2 separate regions of the Hordeum vulgare genome follow, and region 2 is linked to region 1. Evidence: chromatin contacts called from public Hi-C data. All regions are on one chromosome and are shown on one strand. The core of a region is the stretch at or near the end of the contact, and the rest is flanking DNA. Distances in the headings are between cores, read along the strand shown.

Region 1 (6,763 bases), core at 843-3,342:
GCAAGCCACAAATGTGACAATGAACCAAACACATGCCTAAAGTATTGTGGCATGACTAAGATTAGGTGACAATGAACCAAACAATCTGGTATACAAATGTGACAATGAACCATACAATCTTAAGCTGGAACCAAACAGCCCCTAAGTAAATAACCGTGGGCGCCGCCGCACATCGGTCGGGCGCGGCGATCGGTGCTCGCGGGAACCCGACAAACGATGAGCGTGACATTTTCCTAACTTGCATCGAGCGTGCGCGGTGACGAAGCAGTGACCAAAGCAAGCAGGCTGCTAAACTGAGAGCGGATAGTAAATTCGGAGAAGCGTCTGGAAAGGCAGCGGGCATATATGCCAGCATATTCGCTGCTACTGCCCGGTGGCAGGCCGGAAATTATCCGCACCGAGGGACGGGCATATCCGGCCATCATCCTTCCTCTCGATGCGCAGCTGGTCGTCGTCGTAGACCCCACCGCGCCACGCGACGCCCGTCGGCCGTTGCGCGCAGATCTCGGGATCCTCAGTGCCCGCCCATTCCTGTCGCCGTTCCGTTTCACGTGCGGTGCCCGCGGTCCTCAGCAATTCGAAAAGGAATCACGTGTCCTGCCCCAGCAGCGCAAGTGCCCAACCGAACATGGAAAAGCGTCGAGCCACCAAAGACGCTAGAGACATCTACGCCACAGAGGATCCCGGGCAGCCGGATTCCACACCGTCCGCGTCGGACAAACACGCGGGGGTCGCCGCCGCTTGCCGTCGTCGGCGGCCACCCAACCTTCTGGACCACACCTGCTATCTATCCCAGTCACAGCCACAGAACCAACCAGACGGAGCCACGTAGGCAGAGCACCATTCACGCCCCAAGCAAAACGAGCAATTTCCCCTTCATCAAACCAAAGATCAAAGCCCGCTTGGCGTTCGTTCGTTGGTTTAGCCGCATCTTCTATTTTTAAATAGCTAGACCTCATTATTCAATTTCCTCTTCATACAACAATAACATATTATCAAATCATGCATGTAATCTTAAGTTTTTTTTTCATTATTTTTTTCGTGCAAAACACATCTTCATGCATTAATTTGTTTAGATAATTAAGCAAGATATCTTTAAAATGACTTTTTATATTAACATTATTTTTTTAATATTTATTCATATATCGTTTAACAAATTTTCTATGCACGGGGCATTGTCTAGTTATTGAAAAGCCGAGTATTTTTCTCCAGGCACCGGAAGGAAAGCAAAAATGCCTTGCTCTTTCTTGCGCGAGAAACCACGCCGCACAGCACGGACGGCAGCAAATGCTCGGTGCTCCTCGCATTGCTTTCCTTTCTTGCCCGAGAAACCACGGGCGGCCAGCCACCAGGCGCGTACCTACCTCCAGGCCTCGCGATGACACGTGGGCCATGCAGTCGGCGGGGCCCACGGCTCATCGGGACGGCCAGAGGGCTCTGCCCTGTGGACTGTGGAGAAAGCTGTGGAAGGGACAGGTCACCCGCGCACCTTGCGCGAAATCAATTCGTCTGTATTTGTTTAGCCTGTCCGTAACGAAAGTATCATATATATATATATATATATATATATATATATATATATATATATATATATATATATATATATATATATATATATATATATATATATATATATAGTACTCCCTCTGTTTTTAAATATAAGTATTTAAAAAAGTTTCATTAATGTATTATATATGGATGTATATAGACATATTTTAGAGTGTAGATTCATTCATTTTGCTTCGTATGTAGACTCCTAATAAAACATCTTAAAAGACTTATATTTAAAAACGAAAGGAGTATCATGCATGCCAACTAAACAATTTTGATGAAGTGACATAGAATTAAATGAAGAAAGAGATGATTTTTTGAGGTAAGAAAAGAGAGGGTTGAGTATCATATACTGATACCGTATCATATAAAATGATATACTACTATGTGTCTTTCATGCCAATAAATAAACTATCCTATAATACAAACATATGATACTAAGCATTACGGATGCACTATCATTAATATCATATACTACGTGATACTAATATATCATACTACGCATTAAAACCAGCCTTAGCCTCCTCGATATTCCATTTCGCCTTTTCCTCTCCTGGGCTCCTGGCTTTATAAAACCGGCCGCTTAAACCCTCCCCACCTCTCCATATCCGCTTCCAGACACTTCCCCCGTCCCCAGCGAACCTCCCCACCACCATCTCGCGTCGCGGCGTCAGTTCCACTCCTTCGCCATGGGTAAATCGCTCGTCGATTTCCTGCCGCTTCTTCTCCTGATCTGAACGACGCTTGTTTTTTGCTGATCGATTTTGCTCTTCTGCTCTTTCTGCTTGGTTTGGGGCGCATGCAGGCAAGATTAAGATCGGAATCAACGGTGAGTTTTCTGTCTCCTTCTCGCGCTCGCATCTAGGTTCACCGATCGGTGCTGGTGTGACCGTGTGGGTGCCTCTGTTTTGATCTGGTGTCTGTTTCTGCTCAGGTTTCGGAAGGATCGGGAGGCTCGTCGCCAGGGTCGCACTCCAGAGCGACGATGTCGAGCTCGTCGCCGTCAACGACCCCTTCATCACCACCGAGTACATGGTATGCCACTCGATCTGCGATTTCCACCCGCTCTGGTAGCTAGATCTGGTGGTCTAAAATGTTTGTGGGGTTTTACCTGTGATTTCTTCTGTTAGCATACCTGCTTCTGTTGTTCCATGAGGCCTGCTTCTGCTTCTGTGATCTGTTTGTTTGCTTGCCTGATTATGCTAGTAGTATTAGTCGGCCTCTGTAGCATGCCTTCAGATATCATGATCCTCTACCGCAAAAAGAGATATCATGATTCTGCTCGGTTGGTTTGTTTAATTGAGTTGAATTCTGTGGTTCGCGTGATGTGCAGACGTACATGTTCAAGTACGACACAGTTCACGGCCATTGGAAGCACAGTGACATCAAGCTCAAAGACGACAAGACGCTGCTCTTCGGCGAGAAGCCAGTTACTGTCTTTGGCGTCAGGTAGTATTGATATTATAGCCTTTTCGGAAGGTTTGTGTCTGTTAAGTTATCAAGCTAATGTTTGATGTTCTCTTGACAGGAACCCTGAGGAGATCCCGTGGGGTGAGGCTGGTGCTGATTACGTTGTGGAGTCCACCGGTGTCTTCACTGACAAGGACAAGGCCGCTGCTCACTTGAAGGTATAACTGACGTTCTGGTTTTCGCTCATTCACACATTAGTTCCGAGCTATATATATGTGCCTTTTCTGATCCTTTGAATACGAGGCTGAGAAAGAATCCATTTGTATTATTGAATTTCAATTAGAAAATGTGTCCTGCTCCATATATATTTATTTCTTCTTAGTGTGTGAAAACATGATAAAAAATGAACACACACAGGGGAGTGTAAAGCAGAGTGTAATGCCGTTTGTTCTGAATTGTTTTGTGTGTTTGGTTGCTTCAGGTGTGCTAGTAGTAAACACTGAATTCATGGTAGTCCACTCAGTATCACAGTGACCATCAATTTTATTGGTTTATCTCAAATGCTGGGTTATTCTAGTAGCTTATTTTAATTATTTTTTGGTGCTAGCTGTATAAGAGTGCCACTGTTCTTCAGGGACTTAGCTTTTGCAATGTATTTCCAACACTAGTGAAGTGATTATAACTTGCATTGTTCATTGAATATTAGGGTGGTGCCAAGAAGGTGGTCATCTCTGCCCCAAGCAAAGATGCCCCTATGTTTGTGGTTGGTGTCAATGAGGACAAGTACACCTCGGATGTTAACATTGTCTCAAATGCTAGCTGCACCACTAACTGCCTTGCTCCCCTAGCTAAGGTATGTTCTGTTTCTGGTCATCATCTTACCTTCACTACTACTGGGATTGTGGTTCATTTTGTAATGATGTTTATTATCATTCATCAGGTCATTAATGACAACTTTGGTATTATTGAGGGTCTGATGACCACTGTTCATGCCATCACTGGTAAGATATTGTTGGCTGTGCTCTCAAGTTATCTGCCTTAGTAATCTCATTAACTTGACATTGGTGAACTTGCCTCTCAGCCACACAGAAGACCGTTGATGGTCCCTCAAGCAAGGACTGGAGAGGTGGCAGGGCCGCAAGCTTTAACATCATCCCCAGCAGCACTGGTGCTGCCAAGGTATGCAACCAATAGCATTGTGCATTTGTTTTCAGACACTGTTTTGAATGGATTGCTTACTTCTTTACCTATTGCTTATGTTGTGCATATTGGGTCCATGTTTTTCTTTGGAGATTATTCTATGATTGTGAAATGATACACTAAACATTGTGCATGCTTATTTCATTTGTGAGCTCCCAGTGGACTTGATCAATTGATTGCAGTTTTGTTCTATTGACCTAATGCTATGATGGGTTTCAGGCTGTTGGTAAGGTTCTTCCTGAGCTGAATGGCAAGCTTACCGGTATGTCTTTCCGGGTTCCCACTGTGGATGTGTCAGTTGTTGATCTCACTGTTAGAACCGAGAAGGCTGCATCATATGATGACATCAAGAAGGCTATCAAGTAAGTCTTTGATCTTGGGGCATCTCCTATGAGAAGTAGAAGAGTTGTTGAGAAAGTCCTGCTTATAATTCCTGCCTGCCTGCGCATGTGTGACGATTCTACGAATATCGTTCCCAGATGTCACTAATAGAGTACGCAAATTATTTTCAGGGCTGCTTCCGAGGGAAAGCTCAAGGGTATCATGGGTTACGTTGAGGAAGATTTGGTCTCCACCGACTTCGTTGGTGACAGCAGGTATGCTCAATGTCGTAATGCTGCTGGCAAAAGCTACCGAGCGTTATCAGATAGTAACTGTTCTCCATTCTATATTTTATCATTTATTAGGTCCAGCATCTTTGATGCTAAGGCTGGAATTGCTCTGAACGACCATTTCGTCAAGCTTGTCTCGTGGTATGACAACGAGTGGGGTTACAGGTGAGTTGCCATAATGGATTTATTTCTACAACCTGCTGTCCAATGTCTATTTCATCGATTCATTCTGTAACACTTTGAATTTTTTCCTCTGCAGCAACCGTGTTGTCGACCTGATCCGCCACATGGCCAAGACCCAGTAGAGCGTTCTGCTTTCCTTGTGGCGCCTGGTCAGAGGTGCCCCTTTGTCTATGGGAATAAATGTGGATGGTGTCGCTAGACGCCTGGTTCATGTTAGTTGGACATGAGTTACCATCTGTTTTTCCGCACCGAGTTGCTAGTCAAGTACTCTTGATTTATGTAAATCGTTCAGTCCATTTACAACTTCTGTTTGCCTGAGTAAGTGTTTGATGTTTACAGCCTGAGTAAGTGTTTGATGTTTACAACTTCTGTCTTGCTTTTGGTTTGTTTGAGATTGTCGTTAGTTCAGATGTTTGATGCTGCGATCCTTGTTGAGTACTACTCCCGTCCCATAATATAAGAACGTTTTTTTTAAGCAAATATAGCTTGAAAAATGTGTTTATATTATAGGACGGAGCGAGTATATATGAGCAAGAATTATGTTCTGAATAGATATCTAGTAGTCAATTCGAGGCCCATTTCCTTCATATCTAGGCGATGAGCTACTCTTTTTATACTCTCTCCATTCCTGAATATATACTCCCTCTATAAATTAATATAAGAGTGTTTGGATTACTAAAATGGTGATCTAAACATTCTAATATTAGTTTACGGAGAGAGTATTATTTAGATATCTCATTACGGAGTAAAATGAGTGATATCACTATATGCATTCGTATGTAGTTCTTTAATGGAACTTCTAAGAGCAACTCCGGTGCGTCTGCCCATTTTGTCGGCGTGCATTTGTTTGGGTCGTGGCGACAGTCCCAACATGCCAACCCAAATGTACTTTTGTCCCAACATGCCAACCCAAATGTACTTTTGTTCGTCTGTCGATCCATTTTTAAGCTTGATTTGCGTTGGCGTGGACACAAGATGGACGCGTGCTGCGTGCCAACTACTCCCTCTGGCTCGCCAGCTCACGTGCGTTCCTCGGCCATTTGCCATGGACGTTGACGCTCGAGGAGCGGTCTTGGGAGTTGATGAAGAGAAAGGGCCAGAGGCACGCAGCGGGAGTTAGGAATGAAGCAGTAGCCGTTGGGACCATAGCTGGGGCAGCGCAGCGGGAGGACTCCCCCTGCACGTGGCGGTAACAAGGGAAGCGTTTTTGTACCTAGGGTTAAATCCTGGCTAGGACGGGCTCGTCAACGTCGCCGTGGCCATGGCGGCCAGCACAGGCTCGTTTACCTTTCCTTGGATAGTGTTACAAGTCGCCTCTGTGTGTCTGACAACTCATCCGATCCCCGTCTTTCACGTCTACCTCTAAGCCTCTCGTCTTCCAGACGAATGCTCGTTGGAGGTGAGCGTGATCGCGCCATCCACGCCCCCGCCTATGCACATTGACCTCAACCCTACACCGGTAGCCGGTGGTTCGTCATTCGATGGGACGAGGAGACACGCACGGGAGATGTCAGCCGACATGCTCTCCGGCGCTCGCAACCTAATCGACGGAATGCCGACAGCCATCGATGATGAGAGGGCCAACCACTTCATACAGAGCATCATCTTCGATGGTGCTCCGGCAGTCGCAGATGGTGATGGCTAAGATCTCGGTGAGACCCAAAGCCAGGACGACCGAGGTGGATCGTTCACGTCGTCGACCTATGACCAAGCTGGCATGGAGCCCGCCTTCATGCAAGATGGAACGGGACGGCTTCCCGCTCAACCACGTGTTTTCGGATGACTACGACCTCGAGGAAGAGGATGAG
Region 2 (6,204 bases), core at 2,698-5,197, 400 kb before region 1:
ATCATGTTCATTAAGTTCTCCAACATCACTATCTTCTACACAATTTAACAATGAAGGAGTAGAAGTAATGTTGGTCTTAATGATAGAAGTTACCTGATTGGTACCTTTTGCCATGAGGCACTTGGTGATGTGGTTCTCGTTGGGGGCGTTGAAAAGAGACACCTTCTGGGAAGGGGTAGTGGCTATAGCAACAGTTGCCGTTGCCACTGTATCATCATCATCATCATCATCAGAAGGATACTCCTCCAGGGCCACCATTCCTTTTGGGTGAGGTTTCTTCACAAAGTTGTTCTTGATTGGAAATGATTTGGTTCTGTCTTTGCGAATGAGCTTGCCTCCATTGTCTTCTCTCTTCTCATATGGACATTCTGCCACGAAGTGACTCACGTTGCCATAGTTATAGCATGTCCTTACTCGTTGTTTGGGTTTGAAACCACTTGAGTTGTTCTTGTTGAAGGTTGGTCTTGAGTTCCTTTTATTTCCCCAGAATTGCCTTGATGCAAGAGCCATGTGCTCATGATAGGCATACTTTGTGTCTTCCGGGCAGCTCTCCTCTTCCTCATCTTCTTCTTCTTCTTCAAGCATTACTCTTGCTTTCAACGCAAGTTTGGGTGAAGCGGTTTTTGATCGGACACGAGCAAGTGCATTGTCGGCAGTTTCGTTCATGATTGACATTGCAATGAACTCATCCAACACTTCACTGGAAGACAAAGAGTGAAAGTCTGGCCGCTGACGAATGACAGATGACATGGCTTTGTTGAAAGGCATGATGGCTTTGAGGAACTTGCGTTTGACCCAAGTGTCATCCACATCCTTACTTCCATGATCCTTTAGTGCCACGGCAATAGCAGTCACCCTCCGATAGAGATCACGAGGGTCCTCTTCTTCCTTCATCACAAACTCATCGGCCTGATCAAGTATCACTTCATAGTTGGATCGTTGAATACTTGAGCTTCCCTTATACAACACCATAATATGCTCCCAACAATCCTTGGCCAATGTGAAGGGACGTAAGTGGGGAAGATCTTCAGGTGGCACAGCAGACTGAAGGATAAACAGCGCAGAGTGATTATATTGATTGTCTGCATCTTCTCTTGGAGTGAGGTTGCTTGGGTCATGGGGGTAATATCCTTGCTCGATAATTCTCCACAAGTTTGTTGAGCTGTGATTCAAATGAGACTTAATAGAAAATACCCAGTTAGCAAAGTCACCTTTCACAAGTTTAGGAGGAGGACCAACAGGATTAAGACGAGGTGCGAGAACGGGTCCTCCATAAGTCATGGGAGGTGGAACAGAGGCATGTGTTCCACTCCCATCCTTTTCGTGAGGTGAAGCAGTTTGCATACCTTTAGCCGCTTCCTTAGAGGAGTTGGCCTCCGAATCGGAAATGGTGGGTTTAACCACTAAAGCCGGTTCGGGTGAACTTCTAAGACCATCAATTAATTCCTTAAGCATGGTTTTGACTTCGCTCGTCAAGGACGTCTTGAGGGCTGCCATAGCCGTATTCAAGTCGTCCCTTGTGACCGAAGTCAAGTCCATGCCCTCGGGTTGCCCATGGTTCACTTCCTCTTCGCCTTCCATACTCTTCGGGTGGTTAGACCCTTAATAAAGAGACCTGGCTCTGATACCAATTGAAAGGATCGATATGGTTGGCTAGAGGGGGGGGGGGGTGAATAGACAACGACCACTTTTTAATTAATCTTAGCAAGTTAAGGTAAACACTATACGAGTTCACAAATAATATGACAATGAGGTGAACCCTATAGAAGCTAACAACGAGAGCTATTAAGACTACTAAGATATAGTCACACGCGAAAGCAAACACAAAGTAAAGGATAGAGATAACCACAAGTGGAACCGATGGAGACGAGGATGTGTTACCGAAGTTCCTTCCCTTTGACAGGAAGTACGTCTCCGTTGGAGCGGTGTGGAGGCACAATGCTCCCCAAAAAGCCACTAAGGCCACCGTATTCTCCTCACGACCTCTCACGATGCAAGGTACCGCGATTCCACTATAGGTGCCCTTGAAGGCGGCGACCGAACCTTTACAAACAAGGTTGGGGCAACTCCACACAAAGCTTGGAGGCTCCCAACAAGACCACGAAGCTTCACCACAATGGAATATGGCTTCGAGGTGACCTCAACCGTCTAGGATGCTCAAACACCCAAGAGTAACAAGATCCGCAAGGGATAGGTGGGGGAATCAACTTTTCTCTCGGTGGAAGTGTGAATCTAGGCCTTCTCAACCAATCCCTAAAGAATCAACAAGTTTGATTGGCTAGGGAGAGAGATCGGGCACTTTTAAGCTTGTGGAGCAACAATGGAGCTTAGAGAGGTAAGAGATAGGGTTCCGCAGCTAGAAGAACCCTTTATATAGTGGGGGGAAAATTCAGACCGTTTTCCCACTCTCTGCCCGAGATCCAGCGGTACTACCGCTGGTAAGGAGCGGTACTACCGCTGTCTGGCGGTACTACCGCTGCATGCAGCGGTACTACCGCTGGGGCTTCCAGCGGTACTACCGCTGGAGCAGCGGTACTACCGCTGGCCCTTGGTAGTGTATAAACACTACAACCGCCGAGAAAGTCTTCGCAAAAGGGTCCGTCCACGAACTACCGCTAGGCAGGTGGAACAGGGCACCTGGAGCGGTACTACCGTTGACCAGGGGCGGTACTACCGCTGGCCAACGGTACTACCGCTGCACAGGGGCGGTACTACCGCCAGCCAGCGGTACTACCGCTGGCTGCAGCGGTACTACCGCTGGCCGTCCAGCGGTACTACCGCTGGGACCAGCGGTACTACCGCTGGGGACCATTTTGCCGAGACGCAAAGAACAAACAGGCGAGGGCCACTCCAAGGAAAAAGGAAAGGGAGAAAATAGAGGTGTGCGTGTGCTAAGATAGATTCCACCCAAACCTTTCCACTACGGATCCCCTCTTAATAGTACGGCTTTCCTATGACTCAAATGAAGAGAATCTAGGATAGCGCCGTGCTTCCGTTCCCGAAGAGAGGAGTCGTGTCGTCTTGTGCCGTTGACGAATGTTGCCTGAAACCTTGACACACACGATTAGTCCTGTACGGTACTGTCATCAATCACCAAAATTACTTACGCATAAATTATGCCTCAACAGCGATCGATCGGGAGTTTTTGTTAGCGACGAGGAGTTTTCGTTAGCGACGAAGTTTCGTTAACAACATAATTAGGCCGTTGATTAAATGATTAGACGGCTGAGATTGTGATTTGGATCTGCCCTCTCGTGCTTTTATTAGTAGAGATGATTAGACGGCTGAGATTGTGATTTGGATCTGCCCTCTCGTGCTTTTATTAGTAGATGAAGTTATGGTTATTTCCACGATTGTTAAACAACTACATAGTCTTGCTTATACTTTTGTTCATTTTAAAAAGGACAACCCGATGCATATAGCTCCCGCTTGCGTAGGGTTTGGGAAAGGGTCCGAATAATTTGTGTCTATTGTACGCAGCTTTTTTCTACATTTCTGCAAGAGGCTGTTTTTAGAACTTGAATCCGTGACCTCATAGTCACAAGACAGCAGCCTTACCACTGCGCCAAAGCTCCTCTTCACTTTTGTTGATATATTTTCTTCCTAGGACGAACAATAAAAAATACACTTTTTGAGTAAAAAAATGGAGTACATGGTAATACGTGTGTTACACGTGCAGGCTGACTATCAAAATGGGACAGGGGTAACCCTTTTCTTTAAAAAAAAATTTACTCTCCATGACACTGAGAGACGTCCAATATGATACTCAATGTTTTTTTTTCTTAAAGATGGATGAGACATTACACAAAAACAAACGAAACGGACAAGGCGGCCTAATATCTTCTAAAACGGCCCTGGGTTAGTTGCACCATTGTTTGGGCCCAGTTTAGGTTTCTTCGAGTCCATTCAAGTGCCTGCCCGGCCCGGCTTAACTATTAGTAGCCCACACACCATTTTCTCACACATTTTTCCGCTTTTCCTCCATCGCAGGAAACGACCACGATGGCGTCTTTCTGCCGCTCCGCCGCCGCCGCGGCCAGGTCGGCTGCGCTCCGGTCCAAGTCCCGGATCGCGAGCCCGTTCCCGGCGACGAGGTCTCCCGTTGCCGCCGCTCCTCGCCTCCGCAGGTCATTCCTGAAATCCTCAACCCTTGTGTCGTCTCACCGCTAAACCCGAGAGTTTTCCAATCCTGCTGCTCCTTCTCTCAGGTCCGCGGTGAAGATGCTGGCGGGCGCGGAGTCGCTTATGCCGCTCCACAGCGCGGTGGCTGGCGCGCGGCTACGGTCGTGCATCGCCGCCGACTCCTCCTGCTGGAGCTACCTCTCCCAAGGTGAAGACAACCCCCTGCATCCAGTTCCTTGTATTTCTGTTACAATTGAATGTTAAGTCGTGCTAGTTTGATTAGTCGTGCTTGTATTGAGGATTTTCTACTATGTAATGCTGGAATTGCAATGCTTTGTTTACGGAGGGACTAGTCAGTTGAGATGTGTTAAGTTCTAGGATATGATATTTCTGCGCAATTTGTTTTAGCGTGTGCGCATAAGATCTATCATTAGTTCATTGCATTGGTGCGATCGTGTGTAAAGCTGATGGATTTATCAGTTCATGTATGGGGCTGCTTTATGGATTCCAGTTAGCCTTGAAGAGCATTCCCATGCTTATCCATGGTAAATTATAAATAAGATGTGAATATTTCTGTCTCTATGCCTGTATATGTTATGTTTATGTACTTGGCAAGCTAAGCACTATTGTTTGTTAGCAAGTAAGAGCAAATGATAAATTTCTCGGTATGTTGCCTTTAGCTGGATATGTATATCTGTTTATTGTCTAGTTGTGCTTCTTCTTGCATAAGGGTTTTAACTAGATATGCACAGATTTTCATTGTATCTTGGAGATGACAAGGTTCCAGAATTATTGTGCCCATTTTTCTTCTTCGTTAATGGTGTTTTCTAATCCGAGGAGTCAGTTTCCAAAATTCATCCTCGGCATATTTAAAGCTATTCAGTTTGACTATATGAAAACTATATCACTAGTTTCTTAAAGTTTTCAATAATCTTATAACTTATACTAATGTATATGCTGTATAATGAACAAAAATGTGTCTCAGAACTGTGAAAAGTGAAAGTATGTTACATCATTTAAAAAAGAATAGAGGAAGTAACTTTCAGTATATAATACATTAATTTCACACTTGTTGTTTACTTACATTCTCATTTCTGTTTTGGTAATCATCCTGGTAGGTTTGATCAAGCGCATCTGATAATGGCTAGGAGTGTAATGTTGAAGAGCATGGATCACTTGCTCCTGTGTCATTTTCAAGATATTTTCTTTCTTCTCTGAAGAATATGATATGTCAGTGTACATTAATCGAATTTTATTGAAAAAGTTGCAACCTAATCTGTTGGTGACTCGTTCACAACTATCGTTTAATTTCAATCTATGCAATAACAGAGTTACCGCAGGTCCTTGACGTAATGTTTGTTTTGTGGACACCTTGAATTTTAACACTGGGTGGCATTACGTTGTTTGTCGTTTTCCAGTCTTGCGTGTATATTGGCGGGTCATTTGGGTGTTTTAAATTCATCTTATGTGTGCCGTTCCTACAAAGACAAAAACTCCTACAAATTGAAAAGCCCAGGTCAAAATCCTACAGCGGTGATCATTTTTTACAATTCCTTTTGTTTATTTGTTGTTCTTCATTTTGCTTTCTGATATTCAGTAAGGAGCCTTCTCTTTTTCTTCTTCTCCTCTCATTGAGCTTTGTTGTTTTGTTTTGATACAACGGATTAGACTTTGCTCTTCCTCGGTGACGAAGGCTGAAGAGGTGGGCATCCTACTAGGAACAGCACTCAGGATGGATCTTGTTTCCCTGTTAGATGCCCGGCTTGGTGAGTCCATGGCTGCAGAGATACTGAACTTTGGTTGGTGACTCGGTGTTCGGGTGCGTTCTTTAACTAGTAGGGTTTCCTGGTGGCTGAAATGTCCTTTTCTCTGTATCAACTGTTATCTCGTGCCTAATCTGAACATGAGTTTCGTTCTTCATGAAGACAAATGGTGAAGTCTCTTCTTCATCCTGATCACGCGGCCACCTGACTCTTTGTTATTTTCCTAAAAATAAAAATCTCATGCTGACGGACCAGGTTATTTTTTCGGCCGGCTTGCCATTATTATCCAGTGATTATGATTAGTTAAGTTAGCAGACTG

Evidence for each region. A called contact is a pair of places that touch in the nucleus more often than the background predicts.
Region 2: a Hi-C map of seedling shows a contact between it and region 1, with 4 times the contacts expected there. The contact joins the promoter of LOC123411024 here to the promoter of LOC123413551 in region 1. A contact is called at or near these places in 2 of 6 Hi-C or Micro-C datasets (leaf and seedling).

What each region holds. Positions count from the first base shown.
Region 1 is chr7H:415,051,153-415,057,915 of MorexV3_pseudomolecules_assembly, reverse strand. LOC123413551 (glyceraldehyde-3-phosphate dehydrogenase 1, cytosolic) reads left to right here and starts at 2,092. Exons shown (of 12, transcript XM_045106483.1): 1 at 2,092-2,244; 2 at 2,357-2,380; 3 at 2,486-2,586; 4 at 2,885-3,000; 5 at 3,080-3,179; 6 at 3,668-3,814; 7 at 3,902-3,962; 8 at 4,043-4,140; 9 at 4,381-4,523; 10 at 4,674-4,757; 11 at 4,848-4,937; 12 at 5,032-5,317. The coding sequence starts at 2,241. The coding sequence ends at 5,077.
Region 2 is chr7H:415,449,518-415,455,721 of MorexV3_pseudomolecules_assembly, reverse strand. LOC123411024 (protein NONRESPONDING TO OXYLIPINS 2, mitochondrial-like) reads left to right here and starts at 3,947. Exons shown (of 3, transcript XM_045103938.1): 1 at 3,947-4,127; 2 at 4,209-4,330; 3 at 5,791-6,150. The coding sequence starts at 4,003. The coding sequence ends at 5,810.